Linked DNA regions of Mus musculus: region 1 is linked to region 2. The links are chromatin contacts, called in public HiChIP or PLAC-seq maps. All regions are on one chromosome and are shown on one strand. Each heading gives the region's core, a stretch centred on a gene start, on an enhancer-like site or on the middle of the called end of the contact. The rest is flanking DNA. Distances are from core to core; before and after follow the strand shown.

What was found. HiChIP or PLAC-seq counts read pairs in DNA pulled down with a chosen protein or histone mark.
Region 1: an H3K27ac HiChIP or PLAC-seq map of microglia shows a contact between it and region 2, with 3 times the contacts expected there. The contact joins the enhancer-like site here to the promoter of Nectin4 in region 2. A contact is called at or near these places in 26 of 39 promoter capture datasets (the 3T3-L1 cell line, 3T3-L1-derived adipocytes, the C10 cell line and 16 more), 5 of 15 datasets of contacts at CTCF or cohesin (CD8 T cells, the NIH/3T3 cell line, large pre-B cells and 1 more), 19 of 484 Hi-C or Micro-C datasets (the Ba/F3 cell line, the C2C12 cell line, the THB-7 cell line and 15 more), 18 of 115 datasets of contacts at active chromatin or transcription factors (the HPC-7 cell line, bone marrow-derived dendritic cells, bone marrow-derived macrophages and 11 more) and 5 of 9 other capture datasets (adipose tissue, embryonic stem cells, liver and 2 more).

The regions. Positions count from the first base shown.
Region 1 is chr1:171,451,078-171,455,238 of GRCm38.p6, reverse strand. The region is part of intron 1 of F11r (F11 receptor); the gene reads right to left. Among named protein-coding and RNA genes, the nearest start is that of F11r, 16 kb to the right of the region's middle. Within about 2 kb of position 2,103, at least 31 of the 459 cell types and tissues checked have an H3K27ac peak or open chromatin away from gene starts, as enhancers often do. A contact at or near this core is called in adipose tissue, hematopoietic stem and progenitor cells, liver and 2 more, where this site is marked.
Region 2 is chr1:171,368,295-171,372,296 of GRCm38.p6, reverse strand. Nectin4 (nectin cell adhesion molecule 4) reads right to left here and starts at 2,124. Exons shown (of 9, transcript NM_027893.3): 1 at 1,554-2,124. The coding sequence starts at 1,629.

The DNA.
Region 1 (4,161 bases), core at 854-3,353, 83 kb before region 2:
ATCCCAGCCCTCGGGAGGCAGAGGCAGGTGGATCTTACTGAGTTCCAGGCCAGTAAGAGATGAGACAGTGAGACGGTCTCAAAACAAACTCCAAAGTGCTTAGAACAGCATCTGACCAACAGGAGGCACCAAATAAGCACTGTGCCTCACCATCACCATCACTAAGTCCATCTGTTCACACCTCGCCTTCTGACATCAACATTTGCTTCAACGACACATTTAAATAAGCAGTGAGCACTATACAAGGGAGCTTTAAACCCCAGCCCACCAAATTAGGGGCTCTCCCTCATGGACACCCGCCTACAACAGGATGTATCACTTTCCTGCCCTCTATTATTCCCTTGGCCTCATCACTGACGTACCCCGCAACCCGCCTCTAATTTAACCTCTGACACCAACATACTCTTACTTTTTCTTTAAGATTTTATTTATTTTTTAGTTATATGAGTATACTGCAGCTGTCTTCAGACATACACTAGAAGAGTGTACCGGATCCCATTACAAATAGCTGTAAAAGCCACTATGTGGTTGCTGGGAATTGAATTCAGGACCTCTGAAAGAGCAGTCAAAGTTCTTAATCGCTGAGCCATCTCTCCAGCCCCCAACATACTCTTACTTATAGTCTTAATTTACATGGTAAATCAAAACGAGAAATTCCATCCTCTCCATTATAAAGTTTTATTTACTTAAAATGAAAAATCTACTTTTAAAGCCAGGTGTGGTGACGTATGCCTTCAGTCCCAGCACTCAGGAGGCAGAGGCTGATATATCTCTGAGTTCGAGGCCAGCCTGGTCTACAGAGCAAGTTCCAGGACGGTCAGAGTTACAGAGAAACCCTGTCTCAAAACAATCAAACAAAAATAGGTAAACAAAATATCTCTTTTTGTGTGTTATTTCATTTATTTGTCTTTTATGTGGATGAGTGTTTTGTCTGCACAGATGTCTGTGCATCATGTGTGTGCCATGCTCAAAGAAGTCATAAAGAGGAAGTCAAAAACCTCTAGAACTAGCAATGATGATAGTTGTGAGCTGCCACATGGATGCTGGGAATTGAACCTGAGTCCTCAGCACTCTTAAGCACAGAGCCATCTCTCCAGCTCCAGCTTCTCTTACTTTTTGCTTTGAATGTTTAATTTTTGTATGTGAAAGAGACATGGACTCACTATGTAGATCAAGGCAGCCTTGAACTTGAAATTCTCCTGCCTCAGCTTCCCCAATACTGAGCTGCAGGTGTACGGCACCACATATACCTCCTTCACTAAGACTCACAACACAAAAAGCCACAAAACTGAAGACAAGCCTTTCGGCCTCCTCAAGCTGTGAGTCTGTACTGGAAATCCATCTTCCGTCCCAGTTGGAATGGAGCAGGCAGTGTCACAAGCACAGGGACACAACCGCTCAAATGCCGCAGCAACCCTCAGAGATGGCTGACAGTATCAGGACTGCCATTTTCAACATGGAGAAAGCGAGACCTAGAGCAATTAAGAAGTCTACCAAATAAAAATCTAACCAACCTTTAAGATAGGCAGGAGGGCCGGACAGTGGTGGCGCACGCCTTTGATCCCAGCACTTGGGAGGCAGAGGCAGGCGGATTTCTGAGTTCGAGGCCAGCCTGGTCTACAGAGCGAGTTCCAGGACAGCCAGGGCTATACAGAGAAACCCTGTCTCGAAAAACCAAAAAAAAAAAAAACAAAACAAAACAAAACAACAACAAAAAAAAGATATGCAGGAAGACCTCTGTGAGTTCCAGGACACCCCAGAATACCAAGCCAGCCAGGGCTACAGAGACATAGAAAGAGCCTGTCTCAAAACAAAACACCTAGCCAAGCAAACATGGAAGAATGACCTCTACCCACAGACCAAGTTAACAGTGAACAGTAGCAAAGTTTCAAACCAACTCAGTACAACTGCAAGGTGGTTGCTACTCAACCTCAACACTCCACAGCCTTCCCCCCAAGGCAGATCCAACTCTGTGGCCAGTGTTGGAGGACACTAGGCAGCATAGGTGTCAAAATGCAAATATCTAGCAAGAGAATTCCCCGCCCCATCTGAGTTGTGTGAAGCTTCCCAAGTTCTCACCCACTCTGCTGTTGCAACACAAAACCACTTCCCAGCTGTTTCCCAATCCCTGCCTTTGCTCAAGCTTTCTCTGCTGTGGGAAACACCCTTTCCCCTCATTACCTGTTTGGCAACAGTCCCTTTTTCTCTTTCCGGGAAATGACCGGCCACACCCCAGTCCTCTCGGAGCCTCTTCCCTAGGCCTTCATTACCCCCTGCAGAAACACCGCTGAAATACTTCTCAAGCCTTTAGTTCTAACACTTGGGAGGCAGAGGCAGGTGGATTTCCGAGTCTGAGAGCCAGCCTGATCTAAAGAGTGAGTTTCAGGACAGTCAGGGCTGTCCTGTCTTGAAAATAAAAGTCCTAAACTCTGTGCTACATATAAACACTCCCACGACTTTCCAGCAATTGCCCAGACAGCAGAGACCACGTCTGGTTTGTTAATTTAAATATTACTCAACCGCTAGCATAGTGCCTGATACTACGTATTTGCTGAGTGGCACAGAACACAAACAAATTAGGTCCTAGCAGACCTTTCACTTTACTATCTATTGTTGAGGTTTATCTTAAAAAAACAAATCCAATTTTTAAATGGGAATGACAGATGGGGAGATAGCAAATGCAGGGGAAAACAAAACAAAGCAACCTTGTTTCCAAATCCAATCTCTGTAATATTTTAATACTAACACATTCTTAAAGTTCTAGTTTCCGGGAGAAGAAAACTAAAATTATTATTTTTGTTTTGTTTGGGATGGGGTCTCATATAGCCCAGGCTAGCAGGCTAGCCTCCAATTTCTGTACCTCCTGCCTTCACCTCCTGAATTCTGGGTTACAGGAATACTGCACCATGCACAATTTCATGCATCACTGCGGACTGAATCCAAGGCGTCCATCATACATGTGAGACAAGCACTGAACTAACCAAGCTGCCTTCCCAGCTCCTAAAACCTAGTTTTGTTTTTGTTTGTAAGGTTTTATTTTTATTTATGTGTGCACATGTGTGTGGGTTTCCACAGATGCCAGGAGAGCAACAGATCCCTTGGGGCTAGAGTTACAGGTGGTGGTGAGCCTCGAAACACTGGTGCTAGAAACCAAATTCAGCTCTTAACTGATGAACCATCTCTCAAGTCCTAGATAGATGTCAGAAGAGGGCACTGGATCCCCTGTAACTGGAGTTACATGGATGGTGATAAACTATCATGGGGATATCCTGGGATCCGAACCCCAGTCCTCTATAAGAACAAGTGCTTTTTTTTTTTTTTTTAAGATTTATTTATTTATTTATTATATGTAAAGTACACTGTAGCTGTCTTCAGACACTCCAGAAGAGGGTGTCAGATCTCGTTACGGATGGTTGTGAGCCACCATGTGGTTGCTGGGATTTGAACTCCGGACCTTTGGAAGAGCAGTCGGGTACTCTTACCAACTGAGCCATCTCACCAGCCCAGAACAAGTGCTTTTAACCTCCCCAAACTCCTTAGTTCTGTATTTTAAAACCAAAGTGGTTTTAGTTCTATTCCGATGCTTTGTTCTTTTTTGAGACAGTATTTCACTATGCAGTCCTTGAAGTGCCTGTCCAGAACAGGCTGGCTTCAAACCTACAGAAATCCTTTTGCCCCTGCTTTCTGAGTGAGGGCTAGAACTATGAGTGACTGCTTGAGATTTCTTTGTTTACACCACCTCTCCAGACTACAAAGCGATTTTAAATGTAATCATCTTGAAACAATATTTACGTTCTCTACACATTAATTCCCGCTGTTTTGTAAACGGGATGGCTGCACCTGGGATTCGAGGAGTCTGCAGGTGTTGCACACAGTGGCCGAGGCTGGTGCCTGCATCTAAGGTTGTACACTGGTACCTGCAGAGCTGCAGGGGAAGGACAGACAGAGAGCCAAAAGGAGAACAAGAGCCAGGAAAACTTCTAATGCAAGATCCAAAATAGCAAGAGATGGGAGAAACGCCTGTCTGGCTGTCTCAAGTCAACGGGAACAGAAAAGGGGATGTGAGAGTTATAGGAGGGCTGGAGAGACTCACCAGGTCCTTCTCAGACGAGAGTCAGACATTACCACTTGGTCACTGAGTGAGGTAAAGCCAGTCTCGTT
Region 2 (4,002 bases), core at 875-3,374:
TCCTGGCTGAATCCAGTACGCTCTCAACTACGCTGGGGTGTTTACACTGAGTAATCTTGCAGATCTCACTGACCTGTTTCTCTTGGTTTCCTATCTGTAAAATGAAGAAGTTGAAGTGCCGATCTCTTTGATCCCACCCAAGTCCTGGTGACAGCAGGGATCCATTCCTCAAGTGTGGGTAGATTCTACAGCAAAGCGACTGTTGGGCTCCCCAGCCCAGCAGAGGGCCCCACCCTCTGGCTTAAACAAGTTGAAAAGGGCTATCTGGAAGATGGGAATTAAGAGTAAGGGCTGGGGGTACGGGACAGTGGCAAAGGCTGGAGCTTAGAATCCTGAGATTAGCGTGAACCACTGACCCTTAGTTAGAAGACCAGAGCGCCAGTCCAGGCATTTACACCCTGTTTCCTTGAGCTTCAGCTGAGAATGGGGGTTGGGAGGGCATTGCCAGGTGCTGCTAGACTACTGACATTCCCTGGCGCTGCTGCCTCTTGGGCTAAGGATCCTGCCATCCTCTGCAGACAGAGCCTTGTCTTTCTAAGGAGAACGAGTTCTCGGCTACTCAGTCCCCAGAAACAGCCAATGGCATTCCTACACTGTGCCCCTCACCCTCCACCCCCGCCCTGTGTTCACACTCTCCCTCTCTGAAAATGATACAGCCCTACAGTTTATGTCTCTTCTCTGTATATTCGGCAGGCAGAAGGTATGATCCAAGGCATCCAACAGAGGAAACGGCGAGATAATAAAGGAATAAAAATGGAGAGACTCCATTTAGGAGGCCTTTTATCTTCTAAGCTCCCGAATCATGTAGGAAACCCCTATCATTCCCCACCTATTAGTGTGTGTGCCAGGGAAGGAGGGCGAGGAGTCTCTTGGCTTTCCTGTAGTCCTTCAACAAGCACCCCAGTCCTGCTCAGACTATTGTCATGAGAGAAGAAGGACACAGAAATGTCCACCCACTCCCTAGGCATCAGGTAGCCTGCACCTGGTGAGTAGTGGGTAGGCCATAAAGCCTCCAGGAAGCCCTGGGGTGGGCAGGGTCCTTGGCTCTCACCTTACAACCTTTCAGCCTACCTGCTCGAGATATATATACATATACATGTGTATGCGTGTATATATGTGTGTGTGTGTGCATGTGTGTGTGTATGTATGTATGAATGTATGTACGTTTGTATCTATGTATGTACTGAGACCTTGGCAAGCAAGGCTTTGGCAGAGATAGTTGAGGACTGCAGACATTAAGTGGCCTGGCTTTGGGGCTCAGAGGGGACTTGAGAAGGAAGAGCTACGCTGGTTCTTCCTGGGACACCGCTGTGGAGTGATATAAAGAGATGGTCTCCTTCACACAGAGTCCAAGGGAAGGGAATGCTTGTGTATGTGGTGTGTTTGTGTGCGAGTTTGTGTGGATATGTGTGTGTGTGTGTGTGTGTGTGTGTGTGTGTGTGTGTGTGTGTGTGTCTGTCTGTCTGTCTGTCTGTCTGTCTGTCTGTCTGACTGTCTGTCTCTGCCAGGTAGCACTCAGAAACAAGAGTCCTGACGGTTCAGGCAAGTCCTACCTGTAAACGATGCCAGGAACAACAGCCGCAGCCAGGCTTCAGGGCCCCACATCTCGGCTCCCAGGGACAGGGGCATTGGCTGAAAGGTAGACCTGCCCAGTGACTCTGGAGTTCCACGGAGTTCTCCCTGGGAGCCGGTTCTGGAGCTGGGTAAGGCTCTGACCCAGAAGTCAGGAAGTCAGCGAGTCCCCAGGCACGGCCCGTACCTGCTTATGCCACTTGGGGTCTCCACTAGGGGACCCAGGCCCCAGTTCTACCCACCCAGCCGTGGCTACCCCCAAGAAGCCGTGCTCGGGAGCCCTGAGCTCCCCCAGAGCTGCTTCCCACGCCGTGGCCAACAACGAAGGCAGAAACCTGGGAACCTGCTAAGCAGGTCAGAACAGGTGCGTCTCCGGGGGCCGGGCCTGGCACAGAGAGGAGACTCCGCAGCCACCGCCCCCACGGCCTGGGCTAGCTAATGGGCGCCAGGGTGGGAGGAGAGAAGGAAAGGATCTGAGTGCGGGCAGTGGGGTTTCATCCTCAACAGGGGCTTTACCTGGAAGAGTATGGACCCAACTGTGATCCCCTAATTGGGGAGGTGCGGGGGTGGGGGGGTGCAAGAAGGAGGGCTGAGTGCCTTAAAGAGAAAGGCACCAAGATGAACAAGGGCAAGGCCCCTGTGTGAGAAAAGGAAACCAACGGTCTCATATGCCAGCCAGGTCAGCTGTTTCTTGAAGTCCTTGACAAGTTCCTCAAACTCCCGAAAAGCTCAGCTTTAGTGGCTCAGAAGCAGGGGAGAACTGAGGATGTCCCTGGTCTGCTGGTCCCTCATCCTTTAGAAGGCCAAAATCGGAGAGTGGACTTTGCAGAGGATGGTCAAGCTTAGTCTGGTGGTTTTCTGGAAGCAGGAAGCCAGTTCAGAGACCTCTGAGAAAGAACTTCATTGCATTCCTTTGGCCGTCTCTCTACATGGAAAAGGTGGAGGGACTGACCAAGGAATTAGCTCTGTGGATTCTTGGTTTCTTCTCAGAACTATCTCTCCACAGCTTGACACCTGGCCCGGAGTTTGAAAAGGAAGAGGGGGCTTCTACTCCTTCTCTGTGGCATGGCCCTCCATGATCATGAGGAGGACAGCATAGCATGTCTGGACTTTGCGGGGCTGGTATTAATTTCACTCTATCCTTGTATGTACTCTAGTAACACTCAGACTCATCTCTTCACATATTTCCAGTTTGGCTGAGTAAGAGTAACCACCAAGAGCCAGCTGGGGAGCCACAAGAAGGGGAGAATCTTTACCTCCTGAAAGAGAGAGGCAAAATCCCTGGCACACTAGAATTTCAAAGACAGGTAGAAGCCAGGCAGGCTGGTGCAGACCTGGATGCAGTCCCAGCACTTGGGAGGTGAAGGCTCAAAGATCAAGATTTCTCAGATAGCTTTGGCTACATAGAGTCTTGGGCTATCCTGAGCTATATGAGGCTCTACCTCAAACAACAAGAACAATAATATATATATTTTTTTCTTTTTTGAGACATGGTTTCTTTGCGTAGCCCTATTGTCCCAGAACTTTCTCTGTAGACCAGGCTGGCCTCGAACTCAGAACTCAGAGATCCACCTGCCTCTGCCTCCCAAGTGCTAGGATTAAAGGCGTGCGCCACCACTGCCCATGGTGAACAAAAATAATTTTTAAAATACCCATGAATATGGAAAGACAACCAGAGAAAGAAAATATCTGTTAGATAGGTTTTTCATCTGGAAACAGAAAGGAAGAGTGAATTATCAATAAGCTACTTCCCCAGCTCTACCTGTTCAGGTTTCTGTTTGTTTGTTTTTGAGGTGGAGGCTTTGAACCCGGGCTTTGAGCATACAAGCTCCCAACCACTGGGCCACTTCCTCACTCCGCCCCCTTCCTCACAAATTTCACTCATCCCTCAAAAGTGACCCCAAATGCCACATCTCCCACGAAGCCTTCCCAGCTCCTTCCTCTCTTCTCTTCTTCCTCAGCTTCTGCCAGTCTCTTTATTATAGCTTATGTGCCCATAATTTGTGCTCATCTTATCTCCTTAACTAAATTGTAAGCTTTAATGCAAGAGCCATGGATTGAGGCCTGTTGCAGGACAGAGATTCGGCAAAGGTGTTAAGCCGTGGGGAAGGATGACAGCTGTCCTCTGTGAAGTCCTTCAAAGCTGGGCTTGGTTTATAATTGTGTCCAGTCAGCCGTGCCAGGGCAGTTCACAACCCCCAGTGGGAACTAAGTGCATTTTTGACGAAGGCCTTCGTTTCTGAATCAACCGGTGTCAGTCTGGAGAAGGTGGTGGGTGGAGTCAGCAGAGATCTCAACCGATCATAAATTACCATACCAAGCCTGGGTTGTAATCTGGACTCTAACGCTGCCCTTAGAGTAGATCTGTCTCTGGATCCCACCCCTCAGAACTGGCCATGAGAGTGACCTCGTCCCTTAGGGCTCACTCCC